Regions from separate parts of the Astyanax mexicanus genome. Here region 1 is linked to region 2. The links are chromatin contacts, called in public Hi-C maps. All regions are on one chromosome and are shown on one strand. The core of a region is the stretch at or near the end of the contact, and the rest is flanking DNA. Distances in the headings are between cores, read along the strand shown. Region 1 holds the start of cdkn1ba (cyclin-dependent kinase inhibitor 1Ba). Region 2 overlaps LOC125792704 (a long non-coding RNA gene).

Region 1 (5,392 bases), core at 1,091-3,590, 67 kb before region 2:
AGACGGTTGCCTATAAACAACCACAGCTTTACCAGTTTTACAAGTAATGTCGCTTGTGTTAACCATTAGAGTCGTTACATGTCTTGTTCATTAAGTCACATACTGGCTTATTCCTACACCAACCATCAGGTTTCGCAACAGCAGTTACCCATTATTGATATGCATTATTAGATTTCATAATTGCCTCGTTTGTCATTAAACTGATTCTCAACTGTTGTGGTTGTTTTTACAGCTCTTATTAATATGTCACTTTTGTTGTGATTTATGTGAATAACACCATATTTAAAAGTGTACATAATCAATGTTGCACACAATATAATATATATTTTGTTATTTTGTACTATATAGGAGATTTATTCTGTCAGTATTATTGGAAGGCATCCCTCATATAATTGCACGTTTTAACTATACCTGCTCTTGTTGCATTTTGTTACATTTTGCACTGCAAACATTTTAACAGTTATTTATTTATTAATTTATTTTATAATTTCATCTTGAGTTGGATGTGTGTAAGTACTATAGTAGTAGTCAGTTTTGCCATTAAAACGTATTAGCATTACAATGTAATAAATATAAGATAATTTTAGTAACAATTAAAAAAATACAAGAAGCCACAACAAAACACTCTTTCACACATTCACCCAGACTCAGCACACCAAGAATAGAAAAGGATGAGCTCATATGATGAGATATTTCAACACTGTGACCTTCTGAAATTCATGCAGGCTGTTTCTAGGGAGTAAAAAAAACTGCAACGCCAAAGAAAGGCTACTGATATGACTCGGGATCTGAACTACTTACTGATAGTTACAAAGTCTACCAGAGATAAGCTAGTTGCCAACCATGACCTCACTGTTGGCAATAAAAAGTAATGAGTTTTATACACTGAGCATGGCAGAAAAAAAACCTCATTAAACCAGGACTTTTCAAAGCAACAAACAGAGAAAATGAACATTTAATGTAGTCTGCTGGAGTCCGTCATGCAATTGCAAATGCCTCTCTACTGGACATGTAGTTATTTACGTATGGGGTACACTGCTTCATGTGCTTGTACAGTTTTGATAATTTATGATTTGCATGTTTTATTTTTTTTTGTTATTTTTGTTTTAAATGTTACAAATTCTAAAGTTTTCTTTTTACTGGTAATAATTTAATTTTGGTATTTACATTCTTGTGTAAACATTTTGGCAACACCTTTCTGAACTTCCATCAACATTACTGGCAGGTTTTTTTTTATTTTTTTTTACATTTTTTGTTTATTTTATGACTGCAGATTTCATGTGCTTTAAGGTTTGCTGACAAAACTGTTCATTAGTATTCAAATTCACGCTGTGATTTTTGCATGGTTGTTTATATAAAATTAACTTCCCTTTACTTTTTTGAATATTGATGCCAAATTTAAAATTGAATTATATATAATTTAGAACTATTTTTTATTGAATGTAAAACATTTATTTACAGCATTTTAATTGTTAAAATGGATGGAACAGAATAGAACAGACCTGCAGAAGCAAAAAAAAAAAAGAAAAAGAAAAGAAAATTAAGGAGCGACTTCTTATCGTTAAAAATTTAAACCCTATCCAGATAAATCTTTCCATCAGGATAGAGTGAATTTATTTAATTGTGGTTGGATGAAAAGTATAAACATATACCATTACAACACCCTTTTGTGTTTATACAATCCATCACACCTGCACATCACGCCCACACTCCAGCAACAACATAGCAGACGTATGTAGCCAAGTATGAAGGTGATCTGTGCAGAGACTCAAGAGAACTTGAGTGAAATATCCCAGTTAAGCTTATTTGATATATTTACATTGTACTAAAATGCAGTAATTTTTGATTAGCATATTTTGAAGCTGAAACAGGTAGGGAGCCTAGTCCATTAACATTTTAATATAACATTATAGTCATTATGGCTTTTAGAAATATGTGTTTTGAAAATAGGACCCTGTGGCTCAGTCTAAGCTTTTGTAATCAATTAAATTTTTTCCCCTTTACATAACCTTTACTTTTATATTTTAAGTAATTTAAAAAACAGTACTTTATACTTTTACTTAAAAAAGTAAAAAGCTTGAGTTTATACTTTAACTATTAAGGTATTTTTTTAACTCTAGTATACTTCTATGTACAGAGTAATGAGTGTGAATAATTTTCACACCTTTGTGTAAAAAAAGTCTGCGTGCAGAAGCCGTAACTCCCCGTGACCTCTGTAGTGCACTATATAGGGAGTGACTGCAGGGCGCCATTTGAGATCCTGCCCTCGGTTCCTTTTAAGAGATGGGCGGCGCCCGCGGAGCTGCACCAATGAAAAGCGCTGTGTTTAAATAGCCATCGCTGTCAGAGAGCCTCTTCTTTTCACTTGCTGTGCTCGCGATCGCCATATTGGGCGCTCGAATGACTGTGCCTGGTTTTCTCTCGGATTTACTACGAGACGGAGCAGATAGGAGTGTCTTGTTCTGCGCTGCGCATTTTTACCCTACGTTTTCTTGCGTGTGCGCGCGCACCAGCTGCTCTCGTTTTTCCAACGTTTTCGCTTCTTTTTCTTTACTGTCGTTTTAAATGCTCTTTTTTTGGATGCGCGCTTTTCTTCTTCAGCGTATTTGCGAATCGCTCGGCTCTGACGGGAGGAGCGTTACGGTTACGCGTTAAATTGCTAGTTAGTCGTCTTGTGTTTGCCTTCATAGTTCGCGCGAGCGCACGGACTTGTGCAGCTGCTGCTGCTGTTGTTGTTTTTGTTGAATCATTCTATACTCGTTCAGTTCGCATTTAGTTTCTGGGACCCAGTTTTTTAATGTAGAAAAAATGTCCGATGTGCGCCTGTCTAACGGAAGCCCCCCGCTGGAGAGGGTGGACGCGAGGCTCGCGGACCACACGAGGCTCCCGGTGCGCAGGAACCTGTTTGGCGGCGGAGCTGCACCGGACTCGGCGGAGTTCCGGCGGGACTGCACCGAGCAGCTGCGGGAGCAGGAGCGCGCTTTGCGGGACAAGTACAACTTCGACTTCGCGCGGGACGAGCCGCTCGCCCCCGGGCAGTTTGTGTGGGAGGCGATGGACGGGAGGAGTGTGCCGGACTTTTACAGCAGGCCGCCGCGCGGATCAGAGCCCGGGCGGAGCGGACGGAGAGCTCCGAGGCGCAGCAGCCCGAGCCCGAGTCCGAGTCCGCCTAACCAGAGCGAGGAGGACGTAGACGGAGGCGGTGGCAGTGATGGAGGTGGAGGTGGTGGAGGTGCGGGAGTGCGCACGGAGCGCACGGCTGCGCGCTCGGACTGCAGGGGGGTAACGAGGAAAAGACGCTCCACGGAGCAGCAGGGTAATCAAAACTAACTAATCTAAAGCTAGCCAAATAATTATTTTATAAACGGGCATAAAAAAAATGGTTATACAGTTAGTATATGCGAGGGGGAGTTACCTTAATAGAAAACAACACGTTTTTCTTTTGTTATGTTGCATCACTTAATGTTGATAATTGAAATAATAACCTACAACCTTTAACCAACCTTAATTTAACATTCTCTCATATCGGTTAGCGTTGAAGTTCGAACACTTAATCAATTACACTTAATGCTTTTATGTACAAAAATATATTTGTTACTATTTAAATGTCCCATTCTGCAATACTAGAACACAGGACAAGCTATAGGAATTCTTCTATAAAAATAAAATACACATATACACATTCAATATAAGTAAAGTTAAAGAGAAACAACAATATTGAATGCAAAACAAACAAAAAAAAAATCGAAAACTCTTTTTGCTACATTAATGTCTACAGCTATTGGACTTAGCAGGCTATACGTGCCACACGTTGTCTATGTAGATGAACTGCTGTTAAAAACAAACAAAAGCAAAAAATTAAATGAAATAATAATAATTAAAGCTTGCAGGCATTTTGCATGCCATTGCTGCCTCTACTTTTTGCAACTAAAAAAGGAGGGAAAAAAGAGTAAGGGGAAAACATTGCGTGTACCATGCGCCTTAACACATGCACTAAGTTACTCTGCATTCAGCTAGCTAACTACTTTTTAAACCAAAACACTTGCCATTTAAAAGCAGCTGTTATTTTGATAAACGCAATAGTGCACGTGCCAGACAGAGAGCTAATTGCATTTCTCCCTCCTCTTAAAATCAGATGGAGCCAGTCAGAGTAAAAGAGTGAACGGGAACAGTGATGCGGAGGAAGCCAACCACTGTCCACCAGAGCAGACCCCCAGAAAATCACCTCCTCCCAACACGTAAAAGCGAGGCCCTGTGGGAGCAAAGGTGAGTAACGTTACTTACTATCTGTTTACGCACTAAGCTGCTGTGCGCAAATAATCACTGAACACTGCAGCACATCTGTGCTGTAACTGTAGTGTAGTGTAGTATACCTATCGCCACAGACAGTCATTTCAAAATGCTTTTGTACGTAGTAAAAAAAAAAAAAAACTAAAACGTAGTGTACTTGTATTTTAAAACAACTGTTGCTTTACTTGCTTTAGCAAACCTGGACCAGAGCGTTCAGATACTGTTTCTACTAATTATAGTGAAGACAGAACTCACACACACTCACAAGACTAATCCCTAGTATTACTTTTACTGCATAAAGGAGATTTGCAAAGAAAGTCTAGATTAATGTGCAAATAGTGCAAAAACATTTACCTTTTATCCTAAAAGCTGCCTTTCACGTTGTAAACAAAATGCCTGTGCAGTGAACAACAGTGTAGTAAGACGTCATGAACACCCTGGGTGTGTATATGTGTGCGAGTGTGTTTGTGTGTGTCTGTGTGGGAGGGTGCTAGAAACATACTCTCCAGCCTCACGCACGCATGCAAACATCTGTATAGTGGCTGTGTCATTTATTAATGCTATCCCTGATGACTTATTTTTTGGAAATAGACAACATCATCTGCTGCAGAGAGCTTATAACACCCTTCATAATGTTTGTCGCATAGTTTGCAATGTCTCATAGATGCAATATTAATGTACTGTAGTCTTAAAGTGTCTGAAGCAAGTCAGAGCAGTTGAATATATATATATATATATATATATATATATATATATATATATATATATATATATATATATATATATATATATGTGTTGTGATAATTTTTTTTTTGTGGACATAGCAACAGTGCGGTCTATTTCCTATTTCCCATCTCACTAAAACACATGTTGTTCTTCTGTTCCCCGCAGAGATGAAGAATGTGTGTGTTTCTCCATCACAACCTTCGAGAGCTTTATGAAGTAAACGGGGACCGCAATGAAAGAAAGAAAGAAAAAAAGAAAAGCGCACCGTCTTTCCTAAAGGATGTGCGAGGCAGTAGAAGCACTGAATTTTTTTACACTAAAGTTTTGGCACTCAACCGAATACAGTTGCCTCAAAAGCAGACGATGTAGCAGTGTG
Region 2 (4,978 bases), core at 101-2,600:
AAGAGAGAGAGAGAGGGAGGAGGATCAAGAAAGAGAAAAATAAGCTAATAAAAAAGAGAAACAACAGCTCTACTTCCCTTACTTCATATTTTGTATATTAACTTAAAATATAATTTGTTTAAATACAATAGGAAAGTGCCTAATACAAGCCCTGCTGGCTTTTTGTACTTTCCCTGTTATTCCCAGTTATTATTATTACTGCTTTTTTTTATTATGTTTTTTGATGACTGAAAGAGCGTGAAAGTGAGTGTATGGGCCACGTACTGAAACTAATCAAAGCTGTTATTTATGTTTATTTAATTATGTTAATTTTATTTTGTGGTTATTGGTATGAGAAGTTTTTACTGAATGAGACCATTTTTAGTTTGTGTAATATGTAGTTCATTAATATCTAGGCAAGTAAGTTTTCCCTATTTGTTAGTTCATTGTGTGGTACTGCAGTCTCAATGTAAACGGGTACTGTCTCTTTAAGAGAAACGCTATTGGGGGAAAGCAGTGATTAGCGTGCATGGAGAGAGTTTTGTTAAGAGCCATCAGCTGTGGAAGCACACGGTTTTCTTACCGTGGCCAGCGTTTTTTAACTGTACTGTACTTTTTAACTGTACTTTAACTGTACGTTTTTTAATTGTACTTGTGGAAACGTGGAAATAAAGTTTGTTTTTTCCTTTAAAACATCCTGTGGAGTGGAAAATGGATAATTATCTGACTCAACGACATGGCGCGAGTAAACCATTGCTTCACCTTAACTAAAGGATTTGCCTCTACAGTGAGAGAGTGATAGAGAAAGAGACAGAAAGTGAGAAATAGAGAGATAGAGACAGTTGGTTGTTAATCTTCTTGGCATCAGTGAAGGAGATGGTGAGGATTGAATGCAGGTGTTATTGGGGTCAAATGCAGGAGGTAAAGTGTGTGGGGATGTGTGTGTTGGCTGCAAATGTGTTAGAATGAGTGACATGTGACTAGTGTGCAAGATTATTAGTGTGTAAGTCTTAAAATTACAATATTATAATTTATATTAAGTATTTCTGGTATAATATTACACCCAATTAAAAAAACATTTATTGTGTCAAGCTAAACTAGAAGGGTTCAGTGGGTCTGATAGATCAAGTAAAAGCAGAGATATGGGGTTCAGAGATATGGTGATCTGATCTTTTTGAATAACTGGTCCAGTGGAGAGATGGGTGCCCCGAGTGGTCTCCTTAAATTGACCGTCATGGCTGCCCTGGGCGAGTGGATTAAGCACTAAAAGTTACTCTAGTCCATCACTATTAAAGCTCTTAGTTGGGAGGAAAGCTCTTCATTTGATCTGTGTGAAGGTGTCTCAGGCATGTCTTCTGGCTGGAGTTCCAAGTGGTCTGAGTTTTTTGGCGCCAACTCTTCCCCCGCAGTCTGCAGGCGGACCTTATGAGCGGCCAACTGATAAATGTACAGCTGACCTCCAGTGGAGGACTGTGCATGGTGCAATTGCCACAAACAGACATCGGATGCATCTTCATCCCAGTTTTGGAGAGGTTTGCCCTTTTATTGCACTTTTTGTTTATATCCACTATGCACATATGTATTGCATGCATTTAAATATCATATATTGGAAACATATTAGGTCTATAACAATGCTGCGTTCCATTTAAGCTCGGATGTCGGTTTTATTTCCTAGTTTCCAGATGAAAATTTTTAACTAGAACGCTCCTACATGTTGGAATTTCTACTAGGAGCCCCACCCACCACGAGTACCCCCATGTCAACAGTAGTAAAATATTTTTACTACTATAAATATTTTAGAGATTTTTATTAAATCTATCTATCTAATCTCCTTAGATCAATCACACACACAGTCCTGTCCTACTTCTACCTGTGGAGATGTTTCTATGTAGTTTAAATGTTCAAAATACATACTGCATAATGCATTGTAAGCAATGCTGACCTAGAGCAACTCGTGTCTGACATAAATTTCAATTTTAACATTTGAAATGTGAGTTTAAAGGAACCCAGCATAAGAATTCCCTTCCCTAGTTTTTCCCTCAAATTTTTATTATTTTTATTTCTAACTTTTTCATGTTTTTAGCTAGGCTGATTGTCCCAGTCATTTAGATGCTACTCAGCTCTATATCCCTGCTGCAGCATTACCAAGTAGCATCACAGCGCGTTTGGAGTAAAGTGCAGCGACTCCAATACATCAACTCACAGATGCCTTGTGCTGATCGACATCACCCTAGAAGTGATGAGGGAAGAGAGCGCCATCTACCCACCCAGAGAGAGCAAGGTCAATTGGGCTCTGGAAGCTGATGACAAGCTACATGAACAGGATTCGAACCAGCAATCTGGTGCTAGTAGTTGTTAAAACGTATGTGCAGTAGTGTATATTATGCTAGTGTATGTTGAGATCAGGCTAAATAATATAAAGACTATCAAAGTTTTAAATAAGTGTGCGTATATGTCACATGCTTTCAAAATGTCACAAATATATATAAACACTGACACGCCAAAGATCATGGGATAGCATTGTGTGAAAACTGATCCTGTAGTGTTGGGACTGCCCACACCTGTACTGTAGTTATAAAGTATTAAACATTAAACACGCATTAAACCTGAAAATTGGCATTACCAAGATCAGCGGAAAGTGAACAGTAATGATCATGACCAGCAATGTCTGGCTGGAACTGTCCATGTGAACACACATGCGCACACAAGCTTAATGCAAAAGAGCCCACATGTATGTCCTTCAGGCCAGTGCAGCATTTTTTAGCTTCTGTGGGACATGCCAAAAGTCATGGGACAGGATATTGTTTCTGCTCCATGATTTTTTGGCATGTCAGTGAATATTGTCAAGCTGTGTTAGTTAATGACTCTTATTAAGTGTATCTGGTACAGGGAATTATGACTATAAAAAGAAAGAAAAAGAAAGATCCAGTTAGATCAGCATGGAGCTATGAATGTTGCAAGTATACTTTTCTCCTCTCCTTCTTTCTCTCTCTCTCTCTACAGCTCTCTCTTCCTCTCTTTTTCTCTAACATGCACAAACAGAGCTGTTTTGGCAGTCACATCATATTGCTCTGAGGAAGAGCATCACACCTGTTCATTAAACCTGAAAATCTGCAGCATAAATAAAGCAGTGCCCACTCAATAAACTCTGACTCCAGGGGTCAGAGCAGGTCAGCTGATGTGGATTAGAGATTAGAACTGTTCAGTGAGTCATCGCTGGCTCTTCCTGAACCCCCCCCCCCCCCCCCCCTCTCCTCCTCTTCCTCCTCCTCCTTCACAAAGTTATATACTATACCCTCCTATCCCGCCTGCCCTGGAGCTTTGGAGCCCATTCAAAACCAATACAGCTCTGAGAGCATAAACACAGCTTCAGGCAGATGATGACGTAGCGGCTCAGATCATACGTTTTTTAGAAGTCAAAAACACCAAAGCGTGCTCCAACAAAACCGCCATTTGCACGGAAGCAAAAGGGCCCAAATATTAAGCAGAAAGTGGTCTATGAAGAGAGAGAGAGAGCGAGAGAGCGAGAGAGAGAGAAAGAGGAGTTCATTGAAAACATTAAAGAGCAGTGCAGTAACACAAATAAACCAACCACACAATTAGAGCTAAGCTTTCGGTTTCCTCTCACTTAAACAAACAGAGAAATCGGCAGCAGAACAGACATAATTACTCAATTCCTTTTCTTCAAAGTTTACACGGATTGTTAAACCTCTTTCCACCTCTTTCTGCCTTCGCTGAGACCTCTTGGACCGAGGCCTCTTCAACAACACGAGGGAAGCCAAAGCAGCAGCAGCAGCAGAGTGAACTAAATCCCTCACTCTCTCTCTCTGAAAAATCACAGACATCCCAACTTCGAATGCTTCTTCTCAAAAAAGATCTGCAGTAAAGGATGTGCCGAATCTCTTCTGCTCTCTGTATGGGATGTTTATATGAACGTATATAATTTTTATGGTGATGGATTATCTGTCTTGGGGTTTACGCGTGTCTCAGTGGGCTTGTATGGACAGCACGGACTGTGAAAACTAACTTCCTCCTGGAGGACAATGAAGAATCTATCTACCTAGAAGTGAAACATGACTGAAACAGTTCTAACCTCATACTTTGGCTCCAGAGTGCAGCAGATTTCTTAATGAATGGTGTAGTCCATTACTGCTGAATAGACATCATTTCTGGCATCGATGTGGCATATAGTGGACCAGAGGGGTTTGTGCCAGACAGGAAGATTTTACAGCTGGGTAATGGATGAGCATGCACTATGAGGCTAAGATATCGTAATTCCATTAACCTTTTTCCACTGGCTTCTTCTTCTTCTTCTTTATCCGGCCAAACTGGATCTTCTTTATGCATAACCCGAGTGCCCACTTACTGTAGGAAGTGTGGAGCATGACACGGATTGAAATGGAATAAAATGGAATAATGGAATAAAATAAAAAAAGGAAATGGAATAGACTAAGCCCCTTAAAGAACATGCACTGTTGACAAATTTCTACCTAAATTATGAGGCAGCTGTGTTCTTAGTACAAAGTGTGCATATAGTGTGCCTAAAAACAGCAACATCAGTGTAGGAGTTCACCCAATTTTGACCTTACAGTCTATGTGCTTCTTTGATGCTCAAGAAAACAGTAGTTTTACCAGAAGAATACAGAAACAAGAGGTACAAGATAAAAAAATAATAATGTAAATATTTCATAGATAATATTTTGTTGTAGGTTGTTGTAAGTCTGAACCCTTAAAGATCCAGAGCTAAGCCCCCTGGGTAACCAGGTCGGACCAAACAACTGTTGGCAGCAGGAAAGAAAGAGGGAAACTTTGAAATATCAACATTTAAAATCAGTAAAGTAGTCATGAAGACTAAAGGTTGTTTAAAGACAGATTGAAGCTAATGATTGGTCAAAGTGAAAGTAACATAGCATTAGAGTCTCCCAAGTCTGCTAAAGCTTTGAGCTTTTCTGGCACCAACAATCTCATACCATGGGATCAAGCCCCCCCCCCTAATTCT

What was found. Hi-C and Micro-C count contacts between places; a contact is called where the count stands out from the background.
Region 1: a contact with region 2 is called in a Hi-C map of muscle, with 20 times the contacts expected there. The contact joins the promoter of cdkn1ba here to the enhancer-like site in region 2. A contact is called at or near these places in 2 of 3 Hi-C or Micro-C datasets (both in muscle).

What each region holds. Positions count from the first base shown.
Region 1 is chr2:12,093,718-12,099,109 of AstMex3_surface, reverse strand. It overlaps cdkn1ba (cyclin-dependent kinase inhibitor 1Ba), which reads left to right and starts at 2,340. Exons shown (of 3, transcript XM_007232275.4): 1 at 2,340-3,316; 2 at 4,136-4,266; 3 at 5,182-5,392. The coding sequence starts at 2,809. The coding sequence ends at 4,242. It overlaps cdpf1 (cysteine rich DPF motif domain containing 1), which reads left to right. Exons shown (of 4, transcript XM_007232276.4): 4 at 1-216.
Region 2 is chr2:12,026,558-12,031,535 of AstMex3_surface, reverse strand. The region is part of intron 1 of LOC125792704 (a long non-coding RNA gene); the gene reads right to left. Among protein-coding and RNA genes, the nearest start is that of LOC125792704, 23 kb to the right of the region's middle. Within about 2 kb of position 1,350, the one cell type or tissue checked has an H3K27ac peak away from gene starts, as active enhancers do.